Regions from separate parts of the Mus musculus genome. Here regions 1 and 2 are each linked to region 3. A link is a contact called in public HiChIP or PLAC-seq data. All regions are on one chromosome and are shown on one strand. The core of a region is the stretch at or near the end of the contact, and the rest is flanking DNA. Distances in the headings are between cores, read along the strand shown. Region 1 has its middle 84 kb from the start of Gm24696. Region 2 has its middle 180 kb from the start of Gm24696. Region 3 has its middle 100 kb from the start of D030024E09Rik.

Region 1 (4,248 bases), core at 896-3,395, 230 kb after region 3:
TAAGCTAGTTATCTTTCTTTTGATGGGAAATATATCAAAGAAAATCAGCTTGCAAAGAGGAATAGTGTTGTTTAGTTCACAGTCTCAGATCATTCTGTCCATGGTCATTTGGTTTGGCTGTTTGGAATGGTGGTCACAGTGTGGCTTGAAGGAAAGCTGCTTGCTTGGTTTTTACTACAAAGTAAAAAACGGAGGGAGAAGGGATGTGAACACAATATCTCTCTTGAGGACTGCCTCTCGTTGGCTGTGTACACTGTCCATCAAGCAGTTGGGAGATCTTTGAGACCTAAACTGTTCTGAGGACTGATGTACCCCAAGGAAGTAAGAGTGAAATGTGTGTTCTCTGAACAGTGTTAGAATGATGTTGGTAGAGAAGCAATATTGCAGAGATTATTCTGAGCCCCACGTGATTAGGAATATAGGAGAGAAAAGGACAGCTGAGAAAAATCCAAAGACCGTGGGTAAGAACTAGAGGATGCATGTATTGGAAACTAGATTAGAAGACGGGGAAGTGGGTTACCCTCTCAGTTGGCAGAAGGAGGAAGCAGTGAAGATTTTGAAAGGCATGCTGTGAAGTCCTGGGGTATCTTTCAGCAGGGGTTAACACTAGTAGACTTGTGATAACATAGTTTCAGTCAGAGCCAAGTCTGTGGCAGTGGCAGGGGAAAAGAGAAGGAGATGGCATTTAAAATGGGCATTAAGAGTCCTATTTACCTCTCAGATCCATAAGATACACAGGATTAGTTCCATTTTACAGATGAGATGGAGGTTTATAGAGGACATCAACTTTTCTAGGTCTTATACTTAATCAGGAACATAGCCGCAAGTTGTGCCTAATCTGTCTGATCCTATATCTTGGAAGAATAAAAATAACACACTTGGCTGAAGTAATAAATTAGCTAAATGCAGTATTGCAACTGAAAGATACTAAGTAAACTTAATCCATACTAACTTATTACTAGACTTCTTTGGCTAGTAAGTTGTTGGAAATCTGAATTTGACTGTCTACACCACAGACCCTATTGGTCCCTATTCCCCACAAAGCTCCTGGCTTCTTTACATATTCCCGTAAACTGCCTGTCTCTGACCAGGTAACTTAACAAAGAGCCACAGGATGGGAAGTCTTAAGTAAGCAAAGCTCATTAAAACTTATGTTTACCCAATAAAATGTTATCAGTCAAAGGTTTGAAATAAAAGTGAGGGGAAAAAAAAAAGCAGAAAGAAGGTTAAGCTGAAAGTGACATTTAGGAGCTTCTGTAAGCAGAGAAACAGGAAGTCAGAGGACTCACATTCCATCCAGATGAGAGGAGCACAGGAAGTGGGAACAGACAGTGGGAAAGATAATGGGTTCCACTCCTGCCTTCTGCTTGGAGCTGGGCCTGAGCTGAGAATGGTGAGGAGGGCCATCTGGCCTGAGTAAGTGAAGGATAAGAGGGCTGAGAGCCTTGAGCATCCTGTGTTTAGCTTCCCATCACCTAAAACATCCTGGTCCTTATCAAGTTAGACCTGTAGATCAAAGTAGAGGCAATTCAGTGTCCTTGTTTGGATGGAGAAAGGAAAATTTTTCCACATGGGAATCAGGAATAAACTGTTAAAGAACAGATATGCTATAAATGAAGGTAAAAAAAGACATAATGTGGTATTGGATATCTGATATTATACATATAGAAAATAGTTTTAAGTCTTTCTATTGAAGAATGGCAAATAGTGGCCCACAGGCCAACTCTACCTTTGTCATCTGCTTGTAAATGCAGTAGAGTCACTCTCAGTCTCATGCACCAGTTACAGAGCATTTCATGCTAGAATAACAGGACTGAAATCTATCATGGAAGACAACAGGTCTCAGAGACTAAGACATCTGTCATCTAGCTTACTAGAGAAAAAGAAAATCTGCTGACTTGGCTGTAATGGCAAAATACTTATGATAACTTTGTAATTGCAGAATCATAATTTTAAAATGTGATCTTTATTGCCTATTTTCTTTGTTGCTATGTTTTAGTTTTGTGTTGGGTCAAAAAGGAGTATTTAAAAATATCTGGCTACAGATGAAAATGGGTGCAGCATTTTCGTTTCACTCTGTTCTGGGTACAGGTATGCAAAGTGAGTCATTTTGCTTTCATTTCTCTGAATTAGGAAGTTCTAAAGTCCCAGGGGTAATGATCTGCTACAGCTTTGAAGCAGGCCCTTCGAAGGTGGGTGTGTAGCTGGGGAATCCCTGTGTTTTCCGCAGCTTCTGGAGGCTTGACCAAAGTACACATGACATGTCCCTTACACACAAGTGGAGGGGCAATGTGAAGCAATGGAAAAAAAAGATTCATTTCCATGGGCAGTGATCTGAAGTTCACTACTAGAGATACCTTTTGAACGCTGAAAGGATGCATAACCTCTCTGAACCATAGTTTCCTAGTCTTCTAAACATGAATTAAAAACCATCACCTATTGTTAGTCAGAGCTATCTCAGACATCCTCCTGACATTCGTTCCAGCTCCCTGCTCAGTAATCTGATAGTTTATGCACCTTGCTCAGTTCCTCACTGCCTGAAAGACCATGGTTCTCATAAAATCAACCCTGCAGTTCACTGTTACCTGGGCTTTTTCCAAACTCACTTCTAGATATTACAAGCCACGGAGAAGAGGGCTCTTCTCTCCTTCATGGGCTTCTTAGCCCACTTGATAGCTTATGAGAACTCTATCTCCAACGGAGATGCTACCTCTGCCTCTTCTATCCCTGAAACTCTTATTCCCTGATTTTAATGTTTTGCAGTACATGCCCTGTAACATGCACCATTTCAGGGGTTGTTCGAAGACATTTGGTCTCTATGGGAAAGAAACACAAATCGGTTTGCTATGCTTCAGCTACCAAGAAAATGTCCTAAAATAGCTAAAAACAAAAGTCAGTTCACCAGAAGAAAAATTCAAATAGATATTTTTCCCTCTAGTTCATTTTTTCTAGTTTCTGTTTTCAGTGGGGTTTTCATGGTGGGAAACATTGAACCCCAAGAGGTGATCATTTTGAGACAACAAAAGTAGGGACACCTACAGATCTTTTCATGTAATAATTTTCCAGCTAGGTACAGGCAGCCTCCTTTTTATGATTAACATTGTTTTTCCATGTCATGGGACAAATCATTTCTCTGGAAGAACATAATGTGGCAGGTAAGAAAGTGGAATCTCTATAACCTTCATAGAGAAAATGAAAAAGAAAGGAATCTCAAATTGACTCAAATCTCAAATGACTGCATTTTCTTCTTCAAACATGTTTTGATAGGCAACTTTGGTATTCATTACCTGACTGCCTGAAACTTGCTTCTTAAGATCCCATGATACCTGGAACCCAAAGACTTTTCCTTAGGAGAGTCTAAGTAGCTGACCCTTGTCATATCAGCACTTGAGAGGCTGAGGCCAGATAATCACCCAGAATTCAAAGCCATCTTGGGATACATAGAGAGTCCCAGAGGTCAATCTAGTTTTAAAACTCACAAAAATAAAACAAAGCAAAACAAAACAAGATTTTATCTCCATCTCCACTCCACAGGTTATGACAAGCGGGTGAAGATGACTGCATTTCCTGCAAAGTATCAGGAGCCTAGCAAAGGTTATCTGTATGTTCCTGTCCTTGCTTCCTTACATACCCACTTCCCCAAGTCCCCTGGGATCACAGGAGTTCTGGCCAAATCTGATGCTGTGGCTGAAAACACATCAGACTGACTGTAGTTGTGAAGCTGAACCCTAGCCTTACAGGGAAACTCTCTGAGTCACTCTGGGGGCACTGATCTGGTGGAAGCTTGTTACAGCGTTTGGAGTTTTACTCTAAAGTTAGTAGCTAGTTTGAAATTAAAAAAAAATATGTGAAGACTGTGGCCTTCTTTAGTATTAAAAAGAATCAAACAAGTCGAACAAGGTCTCATGCCTGTTATCTTAGTATTTCAGAGATGGGGGCAGCAAGATAGAGGTTTATAGTTACCCTCAGATATGTAGAGTCTGAGGCTTACAATTCTGAGAACCTCTTTGAAAACAACTGTACTAAGCAAACAATTCCAAATTCATCACATGTTTAGCAATTGAGGTCTCATGGCTACCAAATCTGGGGTAAGAAGATAAGACTACCTTGCCTCACTGGTAGCCTGTTTTTCTCTAACTATGTAGGGCTGAGCACAACAGTGTCAACAAGGTCATAGGAGGGCCATCCCCTGTTGGTTACTAAAGGTACTACTGTTTGCCATATGTCATAAAAGTGGAGATGGGTGGG
Region 2 (4,313 bases), core at 50-2,549, 130 kb after region 3:
TGCCTAATACAGAGAAAGTCATTTGGCCCCACTTGCCTGAAACAGCAAAAGGAGGCCATGATATTTGCTGAGAAGCCACACATTCCCAACCCTATTTCGATCCAGAAACTTGCCTTTTTCCAACTGACAACATGAAGTTTTAAGACTGGTGTCGGTCGTGTGACTTCAGATAATGGCTCTATATTTAGGAGTTTTGTTCCAAATATAATCGTATTCCGATGGCCAGTGAGAGTTTATTTATTTATGAAAATGAGGACCCAGCACCTTTTGAAATCAATCCCTTTATGCAGTAGCCTGTATGTGCCCATACACATCACCCTGAAAAATAACCCCAGAGAGGCTGTTTCACCAGGAAAAGTCATAGGCTGAGATGGTTAATTTCAAAGCAGCATTTATTTTCTGCTAGTTTAGAACATGTGTCCCTCAGGAGTAGCTTTCTGCCTGCAGCAGAAATGCTGATGTGCGGATTGTGTAATGTCAGCCCTCCTGTGTACCCCACTCTGTGTGTCATTCCTCACAGCAGGAGGCAACCAGCCCTCCCCTCACCATTCGCTGCCTTGCTCGATTCTGAGAACCGAAAATTATTTCTGCCAAGAGTGGAATGAAATATACATAGGACATATTCCCAAGTAGATAAGTTTATTTCTGAGGTACAGCATGGGAGAAAAACAGTGATGAGATTTTCTTCCTTCCTTCCTTCCTCCCTTCCTTCCTCCCTTCCTCCCTTTCTTTCTTTCTTTCTTTCTTTCTTTCTTTCTTTCTTTCTTTCTTTCTTTCTTTCTTTCTTTCTTTCTTCCTTCCTTCCTTCCTTCCTTCCTTCCTTTCTTTCTTTCTTTCTCTCTCTCTCTCTCTCTCTCTCTTTCTCTCTCTCTCTTTCTTTCTTTCTTTCTTTCTTTCTTTCAAGAAAGGAAGAAAGGCCTTTTTCCCCATCCCCCACTCTGAACGCCTTCCTGTCTATGTTTATGTTTGCTGGAGGCCTCTTTTAGCCAACCTTACTTCCTGGGCTGCTTTGAGAGACAGGAGAGAAGGGAGCTTAGCAAATGTTTCCGTGTTTGCTTTTTAAGCAAACTCAGGTAAAAGGGGGGCCCCATTCACACCAGTCCAACACAGCTTGTGGTGGCTGCATGGAGAAGAAATGAAACCCCAGAATGTCGCAGTCCTCACGACCTGCTATCTGCCCTTCTGATCAGAATGTGACTCCTGATTGATTTTGAGGAAAATTCTTAAAGGCTTGAGCTATTTGCAGCCTTCCTTTTCTCACAGAGTTTGCTCAAGGGTATCTGGTCACATGACTTCTGATTCACGCTCTGCTCCTACTTCCTCTTTCTCAGGTGCCGAACCTCAGAGGGCTCATGACTGTCATATCCCTAAACAGGGATATTCCAACAGGCCAACACCTGTTAGTGAAGTCCTTCCCACCCGTTAGGCCAGAGAGGAGCAGAAAGCACAGAGCAAAGCTTGTCCTTGCCTTTCATCCTGCTCCAGATACGTGCATGCCCACTCCAACCAACATAGGGCAAGTCACAAGACACGTGGCCAAGAGCTTTCAGTATGGGCTTGCGACTTTACCTCCCTAGGGTTCAGGTTTTGTCTACTTATTAAATGGACTAAATACCTCGCTCTTGTTATTTTCTATTTTACAGGGCTGACACGTGAACTAAGTTACATAATGGTTGTGGATGGAGAATGCCTTGTATAAAACGTGCCCCACCCCTGCTAGAATCAGGTCTGAGAACAGTAGAATGGCAGGTTTTCACCCTAACACTTGCTTTGTATTAGGATCGCATAAAGCAGAGTGGAAACACACACACACACACACACACACACACACACACACACACACACACACACACAATATCCTGGTCTCATCTGCAGAGCTGTTTGGTTAGGTTTTAATATTTCTTAGTTGATTATTATAATTTTTGTATAGTCAAGTTTAGAAATTGGTGGTGAATAGGTTAGGAAGCCAGAGGACCAGGGGTCTCTTCTGGTGATCATCTGCTCTCTTCCTGCCTCCTGTATCTACTCAGTCTTGGTGTTGTGTAATTGTCTGCCTTCCCTGAAGGATCAGGAGTCTGAAAGTAGTGCTTGTTTTTCGTTTTGTTTTGTTTTGTTTTTTTGTTTTTTTGTTTTTTTTGAGACAGGGTTTCTCTGTATAGCCCTGGCTGTCCTGGAACTCACTTTGTAGCCCAGGCTGGCCTTGAACTCAGAAATCTGCCTGCCTCTGCCTCCCGAGTGCTGGGATTAAAGGCGTGGGCCACCACCATCCAGCCAGTGCTTGTTCTTTTACCATAGAATACTCCACAGCACCTAACAGCTCTGGTATCTTGGGACAGTAGAGTTTATCTCAGGATGTTGTCCAAATGGACGGTGTTGGGTCTTTGACAAGGACTTATTTTGAGTCTACTACTAATTTATTGGCATGTCTAAGACCCTAATTTTGTCTTACTCATTCCAAAGATCTTTTGTTGAGAGATTTGAAAGCTTTAGGGATTCAAGTATTTGCATAGCATTGTGCTTAGATTCTGGATCCAGTTCAGTGGGGGACCAGATTTGTATAACCAGAACACACTAGTTTAGTTAATGCTTCTTACATTTTAACAAACTCACCGAGTTACCTAAGGATCTTCTTAAAGGGTACATGCCATTTCTGTAGCCTGAGATGAGGAATTTTTAATAAGACCCTTTGTCACATCAATTTGGCCAGTTAGCGGCTATCACTTGTGGTGTGTCAAAAATCACTTCTCCCAGGTGAGTTTTCTGTGGCTGTACCCTGCTTCACTTGGAGGGCAGGTAGCATAATGAGGCTGCATCTGTGTGGTGCCAAGTAGACCTGTGAACAGTGCTTTTAAAAGATATTGGCAGAAATATTTTGCTGCTTAGAATCTGAGGACTTAGGTCAACTTGTCTGAATTTACCTTCTGTCTTCAATATTTTCCTAACATGATTTCTAGGTAAGTTAATGACTCGTCTTTCTCTTAGTGTCTCAACCTGTTGTATAGGATCATACAGCCCATTTCAAGAAAGTTACTCTATGGCATGGCACGTAAAGGATGGTGTAGGTCGAGTGCTTTGCTTGCCCCGCAGACTTAGAGCAGGGCTCTCTTCTCACTGACTCAGCACCACAGGAAGTAAAGAAGTTTCTAGGGGCATAGGTTTCTTTTTCTTTTCACTGCCAGTAGGAAATCAAGCCAGGTAGAAAGTGCAATTCCTTTCACTTCCTCTCTTAGGGGGCATGAAAGCCCCAGGTGGGGCTCAGTACTGGGACAGTGGGAAAGAGTGAAAGTGAAGAGTTCTCAGAGAGAGCTGACTCAGAGCATCAGGGCGCGGGGGTGGGGGTGGGGTGGGGGTGGGGGATGAACCAATGAGGGATGCTCTATGGGAAAGATGTTGCTGAGGGAGGCTGGGGGGGGGGGAAGGACAGGAGAGTCACTGGAGCCTCTCCTACTTTGCATCTCCTTGTCACATAGGCCCTTCTTGGTCCATATTTGTTTTTTGGTGCTGGATCCTAATTCTTCTTGTACTTACCTTTAGAGACACTCTATTTATGTAACCAAGTACAATTTCATGTTCTGGCTTTCTAGGGCAGATCTTGTTATCTTGCTTGACCTTCCTCCTGTCTTTTAGAGTTACCTGTATAATCATTTCTCAGGCCCCTAGATAGTGAGCCCCAAAGACAAATAAGTTTCCAAAATGGTTTTCTATCAGAACAAGTATAACCCATCTTTCTCAAGGTTCCACAGGCCTCCTTGCACGTGCCTTTCTGCTTCTGGGCACTGATCGACTTCAGCTGACTCTAGACTGATCAAAAAACATCTTTTGTAATCCACAGTCAACGACTCTCAGCTCAGGTACATGCCTGCTCCACATTTAGTGTCTTTGCCCAAGACATTTCTTGTCACAAGCTGAAGTTAGGAAAACAATCTGATTACTGATGTAATCCTACCACCATCTGCTTGATTTATCACTCCCAGAAGGAATTTGCATATTTAAAGAGGAGATGCTTTAGGCAAATGAGTCTTTACTTTTGTGTGTTACTACAATGGTTTCTCATTATACTTATTCAGAGATTGAAATATGCAAATGTTAAGCCTAAGGATTTTGCATTTTGATGGCCTTCATGGAGTATGTGTAGTTAAGAAAACTTTCCAGGTGACCGATGCTGACTAAGAACTGCAAATTCCTTCCTGATATAATAGCTGGTTACATATGGAATAGTAGAAAACGTTTTTGGTTTTGTCTTTTAGGTTTTTTGTTTTTGTTTATTTGGTTTTTTGTTGTTTTGGGTGTTTTGTTTTTGTTTTTGCTTTTTG
Region 3 (4,876 bases), core at 625-3,124:
GCAGTCTAGTCTTGACTGCTATTATGGTAAAGGCTCTCTACTTCATTGGAAACATATAATTATTAGGGAATATGAGAGCTTTAGACATAATCTTCAAAAATTGTTAAGTGTAATTCTATTCAAAACCAATTGTGATATTTTTCTTAACATTTCTTCTCATTATTAGGGTATTTAAAATATTACAAATATACATCACAAGATTGATTGATTGATTGATTGATTGATTGTATATGTGGCATATGTGCACATGTACACATTATGTTTGTGTGTGTATATGGACCATTGTAATTCAGAAGAGAACTAGGGATCTTCTGAAACTGTAATTATAGCTATTTGCAATCCTAGGTGGGAGCTGGAGAGCAAACCCCACTCTTCTGAAAGAACATCAAGTGCTCTTAAACATTTCGCCATCTCTCCACCCCTACACATGAATTTCTAAAATTTCTATTTATCCCAGACCAGTCATATCTCCATCATATCATATCTCACATATAACCTTTATTCCTCTCCTCTAATCTTTTTGTTACATTCTTTTTAATTCCCTCTCTTCTTTGCTCATGACATAGACTCACAGTAACAGAGAGGGATTGGAAACTATACTAAGCAAGAAAGAAACTCACTTAAATGTTCACTACCTTCACGTTTCAGCAATTCCTTACTAACTATTCTGATCACACCTTATAGAAATATAGTTGGCATGAATGACCTTTCCTTTGGAGGATAATAGAGAGGAAAGAAGAGCCTGCAGTACAAAGGACAGAAAAAGAGTTAGCAAAGACAAAGTTCTTGTTAGAAAATGTCAACAATAAAAGTAGGCTTGAAATCCTATCATCTACTTGAATGAATCTCATTTACTCTTATCAGAAGTATTTTCCTTAGTGCTTCAAGTAAGTAATAATATTTAAATATTATTCTTTTGTTGCACATCTAAATCCAAAGGAGTTTTATGTTAATGTTGGTATTATATGATAAGTGTGCTTGATAATATTTTGTATAATTTTAACAAATGTTACCTGAAAAATGACCATGGAAAGGTGTTGAACCATTTTGATAATTTCTCCCTCTTTCCATCATTTTGGTGTTGAACTAATGTTTTCTCTCATTTCTATGTTAAGATCAAGAAGAGAGCAAACATGAATTCCTCAGATTTTTTCCTTTTAAAGGAGATAATTCTGTACTTTCTGTTTGCAGTTGTAGTCTGGGAATATAGTTCAGTCGACTGCCTTAAGCTACAGACTAAATGAAAACAGGAAAGAAGAAACCAGCCTTGTAAAAGAATATGTTTTCACAAGTTGGCAGTCTACTCTAAGCCTAGAAATTTCTCCATAATTACAAGAAAACACATGGATTTCTGAAGAGCTTGGTCTTTTTTTGAGTGTTGGACACATAAATGTAATTATGTTGCCTTAAAAGTTTTGTAACTTTGACAACTTCTTGAATATTCTTCACATGGGAGGGGAGTGCATTAAACTGGGTGGTGGATTTATACAGGAGGAAAAAAGAGGGGGAGGAAACCAGAAGGAAGAGGATGTGGGTTTTTGTCGCCTTAAAATTCAGCTGAAATCTGCAGGAAACTCAAGCAAAGAAATTACGAAGTCTTAAGGTGATCTTCGAAAGGAACAAACAACCCTGGGGTCACTTCAAAATTCAATCTTCTCTGATAGATGGGATGAGTCAAGTGAACAAATCCTGGTGTCTTTCGTAAGCTTTACAAAGCATCATGTTTAATCTTTGCATTCTTCGATCTCTCCTTTGCAATTACTTTCAAATATAATTTGTTGCTTATTTGTATAACACGTGGTTATTGACAGGGTCTTACGTGTCATGCTCTAATTTTGGTTCTGAACATCATAGGTATGAACTTGTCAGGGAAAGTTTCTTATGCAGCCTCTGCATATATGATGGGAGAAAGTTCCCCATTGATTGAAAAAGGATTAAGCTAATATAGCAGAGTGATGGGTTAGGAATGGTGTTGGGCAGGGGAGGGTCTCTGAGAAAGGGAGGGATTCAGAAACTGTGAGACTGGAGGATGGAACCAGTTCTTCCAGATTTGAATGCAGAGAGCTCCTGGCTAAGGGACCAAGAAGAGAAAAATGTTTGGAGGTAGTGTCTTGGTAGTCTATTATTGGATAGCACATTATTTTAAGGCATTTATTGTGTTGCAGTTTCTTGGTGTCAGAAATGCCAGCATGACTTAGCTGGAAGCTCTGGATCAGGGTTTCTTTGAAGCTGAAATGAAGACATTGGCTGGGCTCTTGCCACTTAGTGGCTGAAATGGCTTTGGGATGGAAAGATGGTATGGCTTTGAGCTTGTTCATACTCTTGGCGGCAAAATTTACCTTCTTTAGGTTAAACTGGGGGATAGGCATATATGTCCTTACCAGTATAGTTTTTGCTCTGAGCAAGTGGCAGCTTGTAGCATGGATGTTTCCTTCATCAGAGCAAGAAAGAAAGCAAAAGGAGTAAGTCACCACAATGGGGGCTACTGTCTTTTATATCCTGACTTTGTGTGTGATATTCCATCACCTGTGCATGGCATGCTCTGTTCGTGAGAAGCAAGTCACTAGGTTCTGAGTTGAGGATTCCTGAAAGGTGTTAGCTTGAAGGAGAAGAGTTTCTAGAGTTTAAATTCCTAGGAGCTTCAAAAGGCTAGCGGTTGCTATGCATACAAAGGCACAGAGGCAGCACTAGAGAGGCTTGAACCTGCTGAGTGTTACAGTAGGGGTATGGGGTGTGGTATATGGGGAACCTGCTGAGTGTTAGCATAGGGGTATGGAAGAAACCTCAACACAATACATGTCTTATGTAATATGTTATGCAACACTAGGCTACCAAGATATCACCTCTAAACAGTTTCTCCTCTGGGTCCCTCAGCCAGGAGCTTTCCTTTCATTCAGATCTTGAAGACTTGGCTTTATCCTTCAGTCTCTGAGTTTCTTAATCCCTCCCTCTTTCAGATACCCTCATGTGTCATCAAAAAGAAGACTCGAGGAAGACGATGGGGATTGGGCAGGTCAAGGAAAGTTCTACAGAAACTTGCTGATGGGAGTTTGCAAAGAAGTTTTGCAGTGGTTAAAATTCTAATCAGACCATCCAATTTAGGTTGCCACAGTCATGTGAGTAGTAGGAGGGATAGACTGACAGTTGGGAACAAGTTAGGATCCATTTTCACTGTTCATTTGAAGATGGGGTATCTTATACACAGAAGGAAATCTAGCTATAGGAAAGAGGAGGACAGAATGAATTGTACTTTGGAACAAAATAAATAGGAGTTGTTATTGGCTTAGATGGAGGTGATGAGAAAAGAGCAAACAAGAGTGTCTTAGAATTTGTGAACTTAGTTTTCTTGTGTTTGCTCTTATTGAAGAGCTTGAAGTATGAGAGCTGGGAGAGCCCCTAAGCATTCTATAACCAACATCTCATCCTGTAGGTAAAGATGCTGAGTAGAAGCCATGGCACCTTTCTAGTCATCAGCCTCCTCTACTGGAACATGGGAGGCTGGGCTAGACTGCACATTAAAAGGAATGGGGAAATTATGTGATTCTATTCTATTAAAAATACAGAGAAAAAGACATGCCTTGAATGAAGCCATTCATTGGACTGAACTGCCTTGTATCCTGGTCCATATTTTGAGTGAAGCAAGGTAGAAAAAAGGTCAGATGTTGGTAAATGGTGAAAAGCTGGAAGCAATCCCACTAAAATCAGGGACTAGATAAGGCTGCCCACTTTCTCCCTACCTATTCAACATTGTACTTGAAGTCCTAGCCAGAGCAATTCGAAAACAAAAGGAGATGAGGGGATACAAATTGGAAAGGAAGAAGTCAAAATATCACTTTTTGCAGATGGTATGATAGTATATATAAGTGACCCCAAAAATTCCACCAGAGAACTCCTAAGCCTGATAAACAGCTTCAATGAAATAGCTAGATAAAAAATTAACTCAAACAAGTCAATGATCTTTCTCTATCCAAAGAATAAAAAGGCTGAGAAAGAAATTAGGGAAACAACACCCTTCTCAATAGTCACAAATAATATAAAATACCTTGGCATGACTCTAACTAAGGAAGTGAAAGATCTGTATGATAAGAACTTCAAGTCTCTGAAGAAAGAAATTAAAGAAGATCTCAGAAGATGGAAAGATCTCCCATGTTCATGGATTGGCAGGATCAATATAGTAAAAATGGCTATCTTGCCAGAAGCAATCTACAGATTCAATGCAATCCCCATCAAAATTCCAACTCAATTCTTCAACGAATTAGAAAGGGCAATCTGCAAATTCATCTGGAATAACAAAAATCCTAAGATAGCAAAAACTCTTCTCAAGGATAAAAGAACCTCTGGTGGAATCAACATGCCTGACCTAAAGCTGTACTACAGAGCAATTGTGATAAAAAAAAAAAAAAAAAAAAAACAAAAAACAAAAAACAAAAAACTGCATGGTACTGGTATAGTGACAGACAAGTAGACCAATGGAATAGAATTGAAGCCCCAGAAATGAACCCACACACCCATGGTCACTTGATTTTTGACAAGCGAGGTAAAACCATCCAGTGGAAAAAAGACAGCATATTCAACAAAAGATGCTGGCACAACTGGAGGTTGCGAATTGATCCATTCCTATCTCCTTGTACTAAGGTCAAATCTAAGTGGATTAAGGAACTCCACATAAAACCAGAGACACTGAAACTTATAAAGGAGAAAGTAGGGAAAACCCTCAAAGATATGGGTACAGGGGAAAATTGCTGAATAGAACAGCAATGGCTTGTGCTGTAAGATCAAGAATCGATAAATGGGACCTCATAAAATTGCAAAGCTTCTGCAAAGCAAAAGACACCGTCAATAAGACAAAAAGGCCACCAACAGATTGGGAAAGGAT

The links. HiChIP or PLAC-seq counts read pairs in DNA pulled down with a chosen protein or histone mark.
Region 1: a contact with region 3 is called in a BATF HiChIP or PLAC-seq map of CD8 T cells, with 10 read pairs. The contact joins two enhancer-like sites. A contact is called at or near these places in 1 of 484 Hi-C or Micro-C datasets (CD4 T cells) and 2 of 115 datasets of contacts at active chromatin or transcription factors (CD8 T cells and regulatory T cells).
Region 2: a BATF HiChIP or PLAC-seq map of CD8 T cells shows a contact between it and region 3, with 8 read pairs. The contact joins two enhancer-like sites. A contact is called at or near these places in 1 of 15 datasets of contacts at CTCF or cohesin (CD8 T cells) and 2 of 115 datasets of contacts at active chromatin or transcription factors (CD8 T cells and memory CD8 T cells).

Annotation. Positions count from the first base shown.
Region 1 is chr15:61,439,883-61,444,130 of GRCm38.p6, reverse strand. No RefSeq gene overlaps it. Among named protein-coding and RNA genes, the nearest start is that of Gm24696, 84 kb to the right of the region's middle. Within about 2 kb of position 2,145, at least 32 of the 459 cell types and tissues checked have an H3K27ac peak or open chromatin away from gene starts, as enhancers often do. A contact at or near this core is called in CD8 T cells and regulatory T cells, where this site is marked.
Region 2 is chr15:61,538,022-61,542,334 of GRCm38.p6, reverse strand. No RefSeq gene overlaps it. Among named protein-coding and RNA genes, the nearest start is that of Gm24696, 180 kb to the right of the region's middle. Within about 2 kb of position 1,299, at least 70 of the 459 cell types and tissues checked have an H3K27ac peak or open chromatin away from gene starts, as enhancers often do. A contact at or near this core is called in CD8 T cells and memory CD8 T cells, where this site is marked.
Region 3 is chr15:61,667,464-61,672,339 of GRCm38.p6, reverse strand. No RefSeq gene overlaps it. Among named protein-coding and RNA genes, the nearest start is that of D030024E09Rik, 100 kb to the left of the region's middle. Within about 2 kb of position 1,874, at least 13 of the 459 cell types and tissues checked have an H3K27ac peak or open chromatin away from gene starts, as enhancers often do. A contact at or near this core is called in CD8 T cells, memory CD8 T cells and regulatory T cells, where this site is marked.